4 separate regions of the Hordeum vulgare genome follow, and regions 2, 3 and 4 are each linked to region 1. The links are chromatin contacts, called in public Hi-C maps. All regions are on one chromosome and are shown on one strand. Each heading gives the region's core, a stretch centred on a gene start, on an enhancer-like site or on the middle of the called end of the contact. The rest is flanking DNA. Distances are from core to core; before and after follow the strand shown. Region 1 holds the start of LOC123399773 (SEC14 cytosolic factor-like). Region 2 holds the start of LOC123452316 (40S ribosomal protein S19). Region 3 holds the start of LOC123452031 (serine/threonine-protein kinase D6PK-like). Region 4 holds the start of LOC123398509 (long chain acyl-CoA synthetase 8-like).

Region 1 (3,223 bases), core at 452-2,951:
TGTTGCAGTGGCACTTTAATTGTCAAGCTATATCTGCATTAGTTCTGTGTATACTGAACTTGAATGGCATGTGCAGTGTCGAGATCGTCATGGCCTTTGAGGAAGAGTTCAGCTTCGAAATCCCCGACAATGAGGCAGAGAAGATCGATTCCATCAAATCAGCAGTTGACTTCATCACATCGCATCCTCAAGCAAAGTAAGATTTGCTTGCAGGAGTTTCTTGGTTCCTCCTTTGACTTACACATTGTCTCGAGGATGAATGCAACCGAAAAAAGACATGTTTTTTATGTATTTGCCCAGTTGGTGAGAATGGTCTTAGTTTGCTCCGTTGATTTTTGGCAAGTCCTTGTTTTCTCCCCCCATCTACTGCAATAAATAATGATACACCATTTGGGTGTGGATCTGTGATTTTATTTGCTGGAGGTAACAGCACGACAGAGTTGTGATGCTGGATGTGCGCCTGTGCCCTGGCTCATGCTAATTTGTGGGGAATGAGAACTCAAATTTATGGAAGTACAGTCAGTACGAATGACCTGAATTTGCAATGTTACCACCGTACCTAAAAGTTTGTGCTTTTGAAAATTTAGGCTATGGCAGCCAGGTTACAAGGGTGGGAGAAAAACAACAATCCAAACGGAAGCTGGGAAGCGGAATGGAAATACAATCATGACATGTATTCTGATTGTAGGCTAGTATAATACAAGTGTAAAATATTACAAGTGTAGAAAAAAACAACGTTCCAAACGCAGCCTTATATATGTGTGCAGCTTTGTCTACAAGGGATGGTGCGCCGCTTGCAAAAATTGTGTGGCCTTACCCATATGATCATGAAGGTAGACCGACCAGAGATGGTTGATCTTTAAAACACTCGTCACAATTCTCGTTCGGTTATGTCTCTTATTTTTTTCACAATTGAAGAGCTAGCTAGATATTTTCTATTATTTGACATTTAACATGTAAATCTTTCAATGAATGTTCCAGCGCATCTTTGCGCCAAGCGCGCTTGCATACTGAACGTGGCCAAGAGGTAGCACGATGAGACTCCTGGTTCCCTAGTGACAAGTCTTGCCTAATTGTACGAGAGATGCCTTTGTTTGAATAAAGCTTTCCAAATTGGCCGAAGAAAAAAGAAATGCGAACTACAGTGCAGCTTTCGGCCTAACAGTGGAACAGTCGGTTCCACGTGTTTATACTCGGCCTCACGAGGTCAGACAGCAGTGCACGTACTCCCAACACAAAAGCATCGGCCTGACGTGTTTGTTTTTAGAGATTTTTTGATGTAAGGACTAAAAGAAAGTCTAAAAAAATCTCATGTGAAACAAATAGGAGGAATTTTTAGGAACTAAAAGGGGTATTTGAGACTATTTGGAAAAGTCCCTGTGGAGGGTCTTTTTGACTTTTTTGACACTTTTTTCAACAATGTACCTACTTTTAACATGTCATTGGGTAACATCGTCTTTTTGCATGTCATTTAATGACTTCTAGTCCCTATTTAGTCGTTGGAAACAAATGGATAGGGACTAGAGACTTTTAAGTTAGGATTAAAAAAAGTCCCGGAGTTCTCAAACAAACAGGCATGATTAACGAGACGCAGCTGCAGTAACAGCGGTGGTTACCAGCCGCTTTTACAGAAAAGCAGCAAGCCTAAGCCAACTTAAACCCCGAAATAAACAAGCGAGGAAACGAAAATAAAACGGGCTTTGCTGTCCCTTTCCTCCTCCTTCTTAAGCAGCAGCGCCTTCCTCCTGCTCCTCCTCCCCCTCAGCCCCCACGCATACGCACCGTGCAGCGGGAGCAGAGCGCCGCAGCGTCACCTCGGACCACCGAGGGCTGCTGGCAGGCAGGGGGGGGAGCTCAAAAGGCAAACAAGACTCTCTCTCTCTCTGCTTTCTCCCCGTTTGAGGTTTGACCTCTCCTCCAGCTCCAGAGGCCCCCCGCAAGTCTCTCGCGACGACCGTCGCCGGCAATGGCGGCCGCCTCGGAGGAGTCCGTCAAGCAGTTCTCCGCGCTCATGGAGCAGCGTGAGTCATCTCTTGCTCCTCCCTTTTCCATCGTTCGTTTCAGGGAAGGGAATGGAATGAAAGCGGGCCTTTCTTCCCTCTTTCCATTGTTCTTGCTTCGCTGAGATGCGCCCTTGCTTTCCTGCAGTGGAGGAGCCGCTCAAGACCACATTCCAGGTGCCGATCTGCTCCGCCGTCCGCCCTTGCTGGATCTCTCTTCACTCTGCTGCATATTTTTTCCCTGTTTTGGTGCTGACGTCGCCGGACATGCGTCGGTCGTAGCTGAATTACGTCTAGATTGTGCCTCTGTTGTCGTGTGCCGGTTTCCATTCCCGGTGGATTTTTGGGGTTGCTTGCCGCGCGGCCTTCTCGTTTCGCTCGGTTCGTCCTTAGGCAGATTCGCTGGCTTCGTAGCAGCTGGTTAATGTTTGGATCTTGCAACTTGTCTTCCTCTCCAGAGCTCAGCCGAGGTTTCGATTAGCCTTGTTCTTGCTTCAAAATTTCGATCAAATCCGAGAGATTTTCTTTGCCATGTGACTTTCTCTTAGCTCATTCCTTGCTCCCGTTCGTAAGAAAAACATCTTGTCCCGCCACTTGTTAGCAGATGATGAAACGTTTTGGATCTTCAACAGCTTATTATACTTTGTGATTCCGAGCTTAATTGTGCTTCTGGTTCTGTTTCTTGCTTCAAATTCTCTTATTAGTTCTTATCATGTCACTTCGGTGTTTTTAGCAAGGACCCTTTCCTTTCCCCCACCCATACAGCTGACGTTTGTGTGCCCTTCGTCACCATGATAGAGATCCGTAGCTAAACTATGCTTTCGGATCACTTCTTATTTCATTTTTTTATTCGCGTCAGTGGCATGGAGACATTTTTCTTTCCTTCTCATTAGATGTGGGAGGCGCCAGCACTTTCCTCGATCTAAAAAAGCACCACTACTTCCGTTAGGTCCTAATTGCGATTTCGGTACTTATGCTATGGACGGGAAGAAGAAGAAGAAGAAGAAAAAAAGAACGAAAGAAAGCAGCTTTGGTACATCAGACACAACTGTTTTGTCGGTGCGGCGCCTCCCATGTTCGTTGTTTGGAGCTCCAACGCTGTTTTCCTTTGTATTCAAGTCGTGCCTGCCGGCTTGCTGGAGTGTTGCTTCCAAGCACGCTACTAGAATGGACAAAGACCTTGCGAGGTCAAGCACGCCACGAGCCCATGATCGCACTGGTAG
Region 2 (3,030 bases), core at 506-3,005, 420 kb before region 1:
TTTATTTCTTCTATCTCCTCTTTACTTCTTTCCATCCTATGACTTGATTCCGTCCATATTTATCCCATTTCATGTAGAAACAAAATAAATAAAGTATTTTGAATCCTATGCATTCATCAAAATGGCGCAAAGGCTAGGTCACGCCAACCACAAATCACACCAAAAAAAAGGGAGGTCCATGGACCAGAAGAACCCTTCCCAATGTACATTTACTCTTGCGCTGAAAAGTTCTCTGCGAGGCTTGCGTTTTGGCCTAAACATGTTGGATTGCCTAGTTTCTCTGTCAAGTACGCCCAGTGTGACGAGTAAATGGTTGGGGGTGACCTCGGGAACACCTCATGATAATCATGGAGGTTGAAGTCGAAAACTGGTTAACTCAAGTATTTGGATTCAGACAGAAGCATAATAAGACTGACCTTGTCGTTGGTATGACATATTAACTGAAATTTCACACTGACATCTTGGAGGTCTACCAACAGACCGTGGGCGTGAGCGACGTGTGCGCGTGAACACAAATCTAACCCAAATTTAGGCTAAAAATAGGTAAAAATGGACAATGAAACGAACATCGGCCCGTTTGCGTCGCCACGTGTGACCGTGCTTTTCATCCGCAAGGATAGAAACAAACACGGGAGGACGAATTATATCGCCTTGTTGGAGCTCTCCTTACCTCCTTGCGGGCTGGATTAATATTTTCGACAACCCCTAGCGCATGATGATAACTCCACAAATAGCCATGTCCCCTTTAAGTTACTTGAGATGTCACTGAGTGGATGACCCCACCATGCTTAACATAGGTGCTCCGTTATGAGTCAATTTTAGAATAGGGAAAGATTGTAGCCCAAACATGCCAACAAATTTTTCTACACAAAATTTCACTCGGTAATATATTTGACCAACAAGAACACCGAAACACCTATTTTTTTTTCTTATAGAAACTAAAGCAAGTTGTTCTACTATAATAAATGTTTTGTTGATTAGTACGTCGTCTTTTTTATATCAACACAAAGGAGCTCCCCGACTCCATCACTCAGAAAGAAGCGTAACACGAGGTCATGGGTAGACAAGTTCAAAACATGATCTGAAAGGCTCCATGAGATCAAAGGACTCAGTTCTTGAGCCAGCGAACAAAAGGTAATATTAGTACGTCATTTTAGCTTGGACATTTGAAAATAAGGAGTGAAGTGCAATGGCTTTGTGGAATGTAGAAAAGAGCCTTAATGAAATGGCAAAAGTATATCTGTCAATAATTTACTCATAGGAAATGTATGATATGTAATTGGACCCTATGTAATTTGCCTCTAAAATGTGCAATATTTTCTTGAGTTATTTTGTTTTTGATAATTTCTATCCTTTCCCTAGAGCATTGTGATTTTTTTAGACAATCTCGCGAATTAAATCATCACAATGTTTACACGGATGGATGGAAGATCTCTAGGATGACCTAACCAAACATGACGACCATCCCCGAAAAAGAGTGCATGTTTTGCTAAATGATTATGAGCCTCAAAATCACGATTCAGGAGATCGTTTTTTGTTTGTTTGAGAAATAGATCGTGATATTTTGTTGTTGTTGAGAAATGAGCACCGTGAAAATGGAATGCGAATTATAACTCGGACTCGACCTCAGCTTGGCCCACTTAGCTTCACTAACCCTAATACCCAGTTGGCCCAACAGGTCCACCGTTTCATTACACGGCCCATAACCTAGGTCCCTCCAGTATAAATTCGCACGCTTCCTCTCACGCACCCCGCCTCCAGAAAACCCTAGTCCCTCGCAGCCGCAGCGGCGCGCACACCTCTCCCTCCTTCGTGAAGACAACGCCGCCGGCGGCAAGAGCACAGGATGGCGACCGTCCCCGCTCCCGCAGCCGAGACCGCGGCCTCCACGGCGCGCACGGTCAAGGATGTGAACCCCCACGAGTTCGTCAAGGCCTACTCCGCGCACCTCAAGCGCTCCGGCAAGGTAACGCAACCCAGTTCTCGTTAGATCCGTCGCCAGGGCAGCTTCCTCTTGGGGATTTGTAGCAGGAGGCCTCCTCCCGTCAGGATCTTAGCGCCATGCCTTTCTGTTTCGTAAGAGGTCGACCGTATAATCTGTTCGTTTCCAAATGAATCCTGAGTACTCTAATAAATCCTCAATAGTACTGCTTCATTAGGTGCACGGCACCGCCTCGGTGAAGATTTCTTGCATCGTAGGGTTAGTTGTAGCTGTTCGAATTTTCGTGGATCACGATTCCTTTCCCCAGTTTTATCTCAGTTTCGTATGTCTTGCTAGTGTGCAAGATCGAGTGAGAGGACCTTAATATGTTGGTTTCGTTATTGCAGATGGTGGATTTCCTCTGTACTCTAGACATGGTTTTGTGTTTGTTGCCTGTCCACTGCCATATGCGAATGTTATTTAGCATGTGTCAATTATCTTATCTAATTTATTCCAGAGTGACCTAAACATATATCCTAAATATGGTTGTTGAGGGAGCATTTGATATTTCTTGGTATACATTTAACATGCCTTTATCATAGAAAGTGTGCCCACTGTAGTGTTTTGAGTAACTAAATACGATGATACTACATATGCACACACATTATGCAGTTTTGATTTGAGTGACTACATGTGATTCTACTGCAGATGCTCATTCCCTAGATGATTTATAAGAAAGTCATAGTATTTATTGCTTGTCCAGGTTACCTTCTTGCATTCTTAACACTGAAATTATATATGGTCATACAGATGGAGCTTCCCGAGTGGGTTGACATTGTCAAGACTGCAAGGTTCAAGGAGCTGCCGCCTACTGACGCTGACTGGTACTACATCAGGGCTGGTGAGTAAATCTGCCGTCCCTATCTGGTTGCATGGTCTATTTATTCACATGTAGTATTGATCTCCTTGCCACTCGCTAATTTTGATGTCATTTCAAATTGTCACAGCCTCGATGGCAAGGAAGATCTACCTGAGGCAGGGAATTGGGATTGGTGGATTCCAGAAGATCTATGGTGGCCGTCAGAGGAACGGTTCACGCCCCCCACACT
Region 3 (2,985 bases), core at 320-2,819, 300 kb before region 1:
ACATGCAATTTTAACCAATCATGATCACCAATTAACCCATATGCCATTTTTTGTACCGAGGCATAATACAATATGAAAAATCATCGAATAATAATTTATAGTATCAAACACCATTTTCAAGTACAATATTACGACGAGTTGCGGGAGAGTGGACCGCTGAATAGAGAGGGGGACGATGATGAAGTTGTTGATGAAGACGACAGAGTTGATGGAGATGATCGCCGTGACGATGGTTCCCCCGACGGTGCTCCGACGCCACTAGGAGAGAGAGGGGGGGGGGAGGACCTCTCCTTCTTGCTCTTCCTTATGATTCCCCCTCTGGTCCATGGACTCCATGGCTCCGGTGGGCGAGAGCCTCTTCGAGATTGCATCTCTCTCTGTTTTTTTCTCTGTTTTCGTTCCTATTTTCTAGCCGAACACCATTTCTTTTATAGCCGAAGATCCGTAACTCCAATCGGGCTGAAATTTTGAGGTGACTTTTCGCCGTAAATTATTAGCTTTCTTGTGACGAAATAAGAGCTCCAGCCGGTTTAAGGGTTGGCCACGCGTGCCCATGGTGTGACCGGGAGGTGGCCACCCCCTACCCGTGTGGGGTCCTTGGGTGTCGTCTCACGTTGATTCCTTCGCCTAAAATTCTGTTAATTCTCATAAATATCCACAAAAATTTTCAGGTCATTCCGGCCCCGTGAAATTTTCACGTAAAAGCTCTAAAACAATAGAAAACATGAATTGTCCTTTAGCAGTGAGTTAATATGTTAGTCTAAATAAAAAATAATATAAAATGTTACCAAAATATGTACTAGTGATGTGATAATAGTATGTAACAAATAAATAAATAAATACATTTTACACATATCATCACACTGTTCCGCACCAACATAGAGTAATACTACTGACCTAGCAGCAAGAGTGTTGCTCTTTATGAAGGTGTGGTACTACCGCTACATACCCCAAAACTAATAAGTATGAAATAACAAAGGCTCTAGACTCTAGAGAATAGATTAAGAACTCTTCGAGAGCTAGAAAGACTATGCGGGTGCAAAATGGTTTGTCTAGGTAATGATTGCATTTAAACATTTCAAAGCGAACCTCTTCTTAATAATATAGTTTCCCTACAACCCAAAATTTTGTAACACCTTCTTTAGTATTTTCCTTTTAGAGCGCTATCTAATCGTCTTGCATAACTTGCGAATATACCCGTATTGTTCTGTATTGCTCAAGCAAAAGGTTAGATTACAACCGCATTTTCATGTACACCAAAATCACTTAGTAAGGGAAATGTTTTTTCATTGACATGTTGGTTCCGTGAAAAGAGACATTCTCATCAAGTAAATGATGAATTTGTTAGTTTTAACATGTTTTATCGGTTCAGTATCTCGTAGGCGTCCATGGAGATAAGATGCACGCTTACGAGGCAGGGAAGCTTATAATATTATAATATTTTATATGAAGAAAAATGTAAGATCCGGTAGACTGAAGGGGAAGGTCTTCACTGTCACTTAAGCCCGGCAAGTGGGGCCAGGCATACACTCAATCCGTCCCCTCAATCCATTTTCTTTTTTTGGTTGTCTTCTTTATTTCGTTTTTCTCGTTTTTAGGTTTCTCTCATCGATTTTCATTTCGTCCTCCCCCCTCCGCTGCCAGCCACCTCCCCCCCGAAGCCGAAGGAAGCGCCCCCCCTCGATCCCCTCCCCAGCCCCGCTGGCGGCGAGCTCTCTCCTACGGCGCGACGGCTAACCAGTAAGCAGACTCCACCCCACCCTCCGCCGGACTCCTCCCGCGAGGAGGGGATCCTCTCGATCTCAGCCAGATCCGTCCGGCTAATAATTCGGCAATTATTGGTTCCCGATTCGTCGGTTTCGCTAGGCGACCGACCCGCATCGCTTTCGCTGAATCTAATTCGGGGCGAACCCTTGTGATAGGTCTCGATTTCACCGCTCCGGCCGCTGATTGATCGGTCGACCGCGGCGGCGATGGGAGGAGGAGGGTCATGCCGGCGCCGTTAGGGGACAGCTTCTTGGTCGACTCCCTGTTGCGATGGCGTCCAAGGCCGTTGCCCAAGTAGTCGCTGACGAGCAATGCAGTAAAAGCGCCGCCGAGTCCTCCGAGGCCGCGCCTTCCAGGAGGCAGTCCGAAGAGCAAGTTGGCGGAGCAGGCAAATCGGGGCCTGCTTCACCGAGAGCAGCGGTCCCGCCAGGTGATGTGGCCGCGTCCAGCGGAGACAAAGAGCAAGATAAAGACTGCAGCTCCGTTGATGGCTCTGTGAAACTGGACGAAGACGAAGACGCCGAGAAGAGCTCGCTGCGAGGGAGCGTCAAGGATAGCTCGGTTTCTGCCAAGTTCAGCGACGGAGCAAGCAGCCTGACAAAGGCGAGCGGCAGCACCAAGGTCAGCGGCCACGCCGATTTGGTCCAGAGCGGGAAGAGCAGCGTTTACCGGGCCAGCGCTGGCAGTGATGTCAGTGATGATAGCACCTGCAGCAGTATATGCAGCAGTGCTAGCAAGCCTCACAAGTCCAATGATTCAAGGTGGGAGGCGATTCAGGTGATCCGAACCAAAGAAGGTTCGCTAGGATTGAGTCACTTCAGGCTGCTCAAGAGGCTTGGCTGTGGTGACATTGGCAGTGTTTACTTGTCAGAGCTTAGTGGCACGAAATGCTACTTTGCTATGAAGATCATGGACAAGGCATCTCTAGCTGGCCGCAAAAAGCTTCTCAGAGCCCAGACTGAAAGAGAGATACTGCAGTGCTTAGACCATCCTTTTCTTCCGACTTTGTACACGCACTTTGAGACTGATAAATTCTCATGCTTGGTGATGGAGTTTTGCCCTGGAGGAGACCTGCATACCCTAAGGCAGAAGCAGCCTGGGAAGTATTTCCCCGAGCAAGCTGCCAAGTAAGTGTCTTCTCTCTTTATTTATTTATTTTACTGATAGATATGCAAATGCTATCACACTCATGATTGACCAATTCTTTCCAGTTCTTAT
Region 4 (2,984 bases), core at 44-2,543, 500 kb after region 1:
TCGCCGGCCAGGGGAGGGAGATGGGGGATCGGCTCGCCGGCGGGGGGGAGGCGCGCCGGCCAGGGAGGGGGGCGACTGGAGGGGAGCCGAGGTGGGAGGCGAGGTGGGGAGGGATCTGGGGGAGTGGGGGGCTCGTGAGGGAGGGTCTCGGTGGGGGATCTGGCGTGGGGTGGGGGGTCTCGTGGGCAGGGAGTTACGGGAGAGATGGGAGGTGGGAGCGCTGTCGGTGGGGGGTGGGGCCGCGAGGGGAGCTTGGGAGGGTGGCGGCGCTAAGGGGGAGGGGAGGGAGTAGCGAGGGGCTCCCTCGCCAGGAGGTGGGAGGCGCTAGGGTTCGGCCGGTTGGGCCGGTGGGTGGCCCAGCTGGGCCGGGGGGTTGCTTTTTCTTTCTTTTTTTTGTTTTGTTTTGTTTTATTTTGCCTTTTCCCTTTTCTTTTATTTCTTTCTTTCATTATTTATTTTCTATTTGATTTTTCTTTTTAAATACTTTCTTTTACAATTTATTATACATACTTTTAATTCTTTCTTTCATATACATATTCTTTTATTATTTGTAATGAACTTGTAAAGTACTTTTCTTTTGCTTTCAAATTTTGGATCCGGACAGACTCGAATCAACGCGGGTCTGAGATGGGAATTCGATGACGTGGCATCATTAGCGGTTGATCACTGTAGCTTAACTACAATAATTACTGTAGCAAAAGTCGAGGATGTCACACCGCCCCCGCGCCCGCCATGGCCGCCGTCACGCCCCGCCCGCCCAGGCCGCCGTCGCGCCCCGCCCACCGTCCCGCCCGCCGCCGCGCCCACCGCGCCCGCCCCCGCGCCCGCCGCCCCTCCCCTTCCCTCTCCCTGCCGCAGAAGGAACTCGCCGCGGCGGCGCCGCGGCAGCAGCAGCGCACGAGCGCCAGCAGCCGGCGCGCGCGGTCCTGGCTATATACCGATTTTGAGAGTTGGGTTTGAGGTTTCTAGTCTTTGCCCCTGTTTTTCAACCCTTAAAAATGTCAAAAATGGGCAATTCTCGATCCTTAAAACTGATTTTTAGATTTAAGGGTTTTGAGGGTTGTACTCTAAGGACCGGGAAACGCGCCGTGGTCGCACGTGAGCTACTGACCTGGCCTTGCCTCGCGTCGTGTACCGTACTCCCGTAGCGCTACGTGTCCGCGCCAACAAATTTCTCGAAGCATTTCCGCTCCCCGCTTCTCACGCCACGTCGCACAAAGAGCAAAGCACACGCACGCGTTCACCCACCCACCTCGATACCCAGCGAGCCCACCCGCGGCCCACCTCGGCATTTCCTTTGTCGCCGTTGCTTTCCTCCACAAGCCGGCCGACGAAGCAACCAAGCCAGAGGCTGCCATTCATTCTCGTTCCAGAAAAGCCACTGCAAGCTTTGGCAGCACCGACGAGCGGGCGCAGATCCGGAGGCCACGCCCCCCCCCCCCCCCCCTTCTCGGTTCATCCCAGCCAAGGTGAGCCTCCCGCCCCGTCCCCCTCACGATCCATCGTTGGTTCGACCACGGAGCCATCCCCTTCGCGACGCGGTTGTCGATCGAACCCTCTCCGAGCAATTCGTCCCCGCATAGTCTCTCTCGGCTCGAGTGGAGTGGAGTGGAGTGGAGATCCGCCCTTCCGGAATCGGCTAGGGCTCTTCCTTCTCCTCGTACGATCCATCCGTAGCTCGCCTGGATTTGGGATCAGCGCCAAATTACTGTTGGTTGGTTGGTTGGTTGGTCTCTCCGTGTTCTCTGCCATGAACAAGGTGTACCAAAATACACGTGTCTCCGGAGATTCCCGTGGTCAGATCACGCCGTTTTCTGGGGAGGGAGGCATCCTGATGAACCGCCTAAACTGGATCGCATTGAAATGATTCATGTTCTGCTTTGCACTGCCACCGTGTGAAAGCCCATAATTACAGGTCCAGTTACAACTTCATAACTCTCTAACGAGCAATCACCCTATCAAATGCTTCTTTTCACCTAAGTTTAATTTTAGAAGGTTCATACTATCTGTTTACACCTTGTTCCTAGTTGACATCATCCACCTTCTCAATAAAAACGACACGCTTCCAGGCGTGTTGGAGGAATAAAAACATGCAAATACCTCTGCCAAAATCCCATTCTAACTGGCATTTTTTTGTGGTAGCCACGAAAGGATTCCGTTGCACTTTGCGCAAATCAGAGCCCAATGACATATTTATGGAAATAATAGTTTCACCAATTTTAATGATTGGTTCCTCAACAATCTTTTTTGTTGATATGATCCACTTACATGACGTATCTGGGATAGTAGTCATTAGTGAAGAAACAATAGTTATACAAACGATTACCTCCCTTTCACATCCTTGTGGTCAACATGGTTGCTTTCCTTTGAAGCAAACTGGAAACTTCCAAGTCTGTTTTGACTTGGCCTTCTATCTGATGTTGCTTCTGCAAATCACATTGTGACGTTTATGTGTTGTCTCTTCAGAAATATGCAGTACAGAACAAAATCTCTTAAGGAGCTATTGTAGTTTTTGGCAGATAAATGTGAGCTGATTATTTGATTGTATAATCGTTATCAATTATTAATATCATCAGTTAATAATATTGTTGTTAGACTTCATTATACCATTAAGAAACCGATGAAAGTATGAGAAACAAAAGAACTACTCATAATTCAAAATTATTATTTCATGTTAGCTTGTTTACATTGTAATTGCCCGTGCTAAAAGCAGAACAATTCAACATGCACTATGGTGTGGATCTGATCCATGAGCCAAGGAACTGTAGATGCTCTTAGTTCAAGTGCGCAGTCCAATCAAAGTATGCCTCTTGATGTTTATTTTGGTAGATTATAATATGTACCGATTCTCGACAAATTGGTAACAACTAACAATTAACAATTGCTTAATTTTGATAGTGGGAAGAACAAATTTCTTGTTTTCGAAATATTACCATTGTTCACTAGTTTCCTTCTGTTCTGATGCATAACAGTGACTATGGTGA

Evidence for each region. A called contact is a pair of places that touch in the nucleus more often than the background predicts.
Region 2: a contact with region 1 is called in a Hi-C map of seedling, with 3 times the contacts expected there. The contact joins the promoter of LOC123452316 here to the promoter of LOC123399773 in region 1. A contact is called at or near these places in 2 of 6 Hi-C or Micro-C datasets (leaf and seedling).
Region 3: a contact with region 1 is called in a Hi-C map of leaf, with 4 times the contacts expected there. The contact joins the promoter of LOC123452031 here to the promoter of LOC123399773 in region 1. A contact is called at or near these places in 5 of 6 Hi-C or Micro-C datasets (leaf and an unstated tissue) and 1 of 1 datasets of contacts at active chromatin or transcription factors (embryo).
Region 4: a contact with region 1 is called in a Hi-C map of leaf, with 5 times the contacts expected there. The contact joins the promoter of LOC123398509 here to the promoter of LOC123399773 in region 1. A contact is called at or near these places in 4 of 6 Hi-C or Micro-C datasets (leaf, seedling and an unstated tissue) and 1 of 1 datasets of contacts at active chromatin or transcription factors (embryo).

What each region holds. Positions count from the first base shown.
Region 1 is chr5H:365,810,138-365,813,360 of MorexV3_pseudomolecules_assembly, reverse strand. LOC123399773 (SEC14 cytosolic factor-like) reads left to right here and starts at 1,701. Exons shown (of 11, transcript XM_045094156.1): 1 at 1,701-2,021; 2 at 2,149-2,177. The coding sequence starts at 1,967.
Region 2 is chr5H:366,227,980-366,231,009 of MorexV3_pseudomolecules_assembly, reverse strand. LOC123452316 (40S ribosomal protein S19) reads left to right here and starts at 1,755. Exons shown (of 4, transcript XM_045128959.1): 1 at 1,755-1,966; 2 at 2,732-2,822; 3 at 2,929-3,030. The coding sequence starts at 1,847.
Region 3 is chr5H:366,109,416-366,112,400 of MorexV3_pseudomolecules_assembly, reverse strand. LOC123452031 (serine/threonine-protein kinase D6PK-like) reads left to right here and starts at 1,569. Exons shown (of 3, transcript XM_045128602.1): 1 at 1,569-1,740; 2 at 1,923-2,894. The coding sequence starts at 2,038.
Region 4 is chr5H:365,306,206-365,309,189 of MorexV3_pseudomolecules_assembly, reverse strand. LOC123398509 (long chain acyl-CoA synthetase 8-like) reads left to right here and starts at 1,293. Exons shown (of 12, transcript XM_045092970.1): 1 at 1,293-1,469.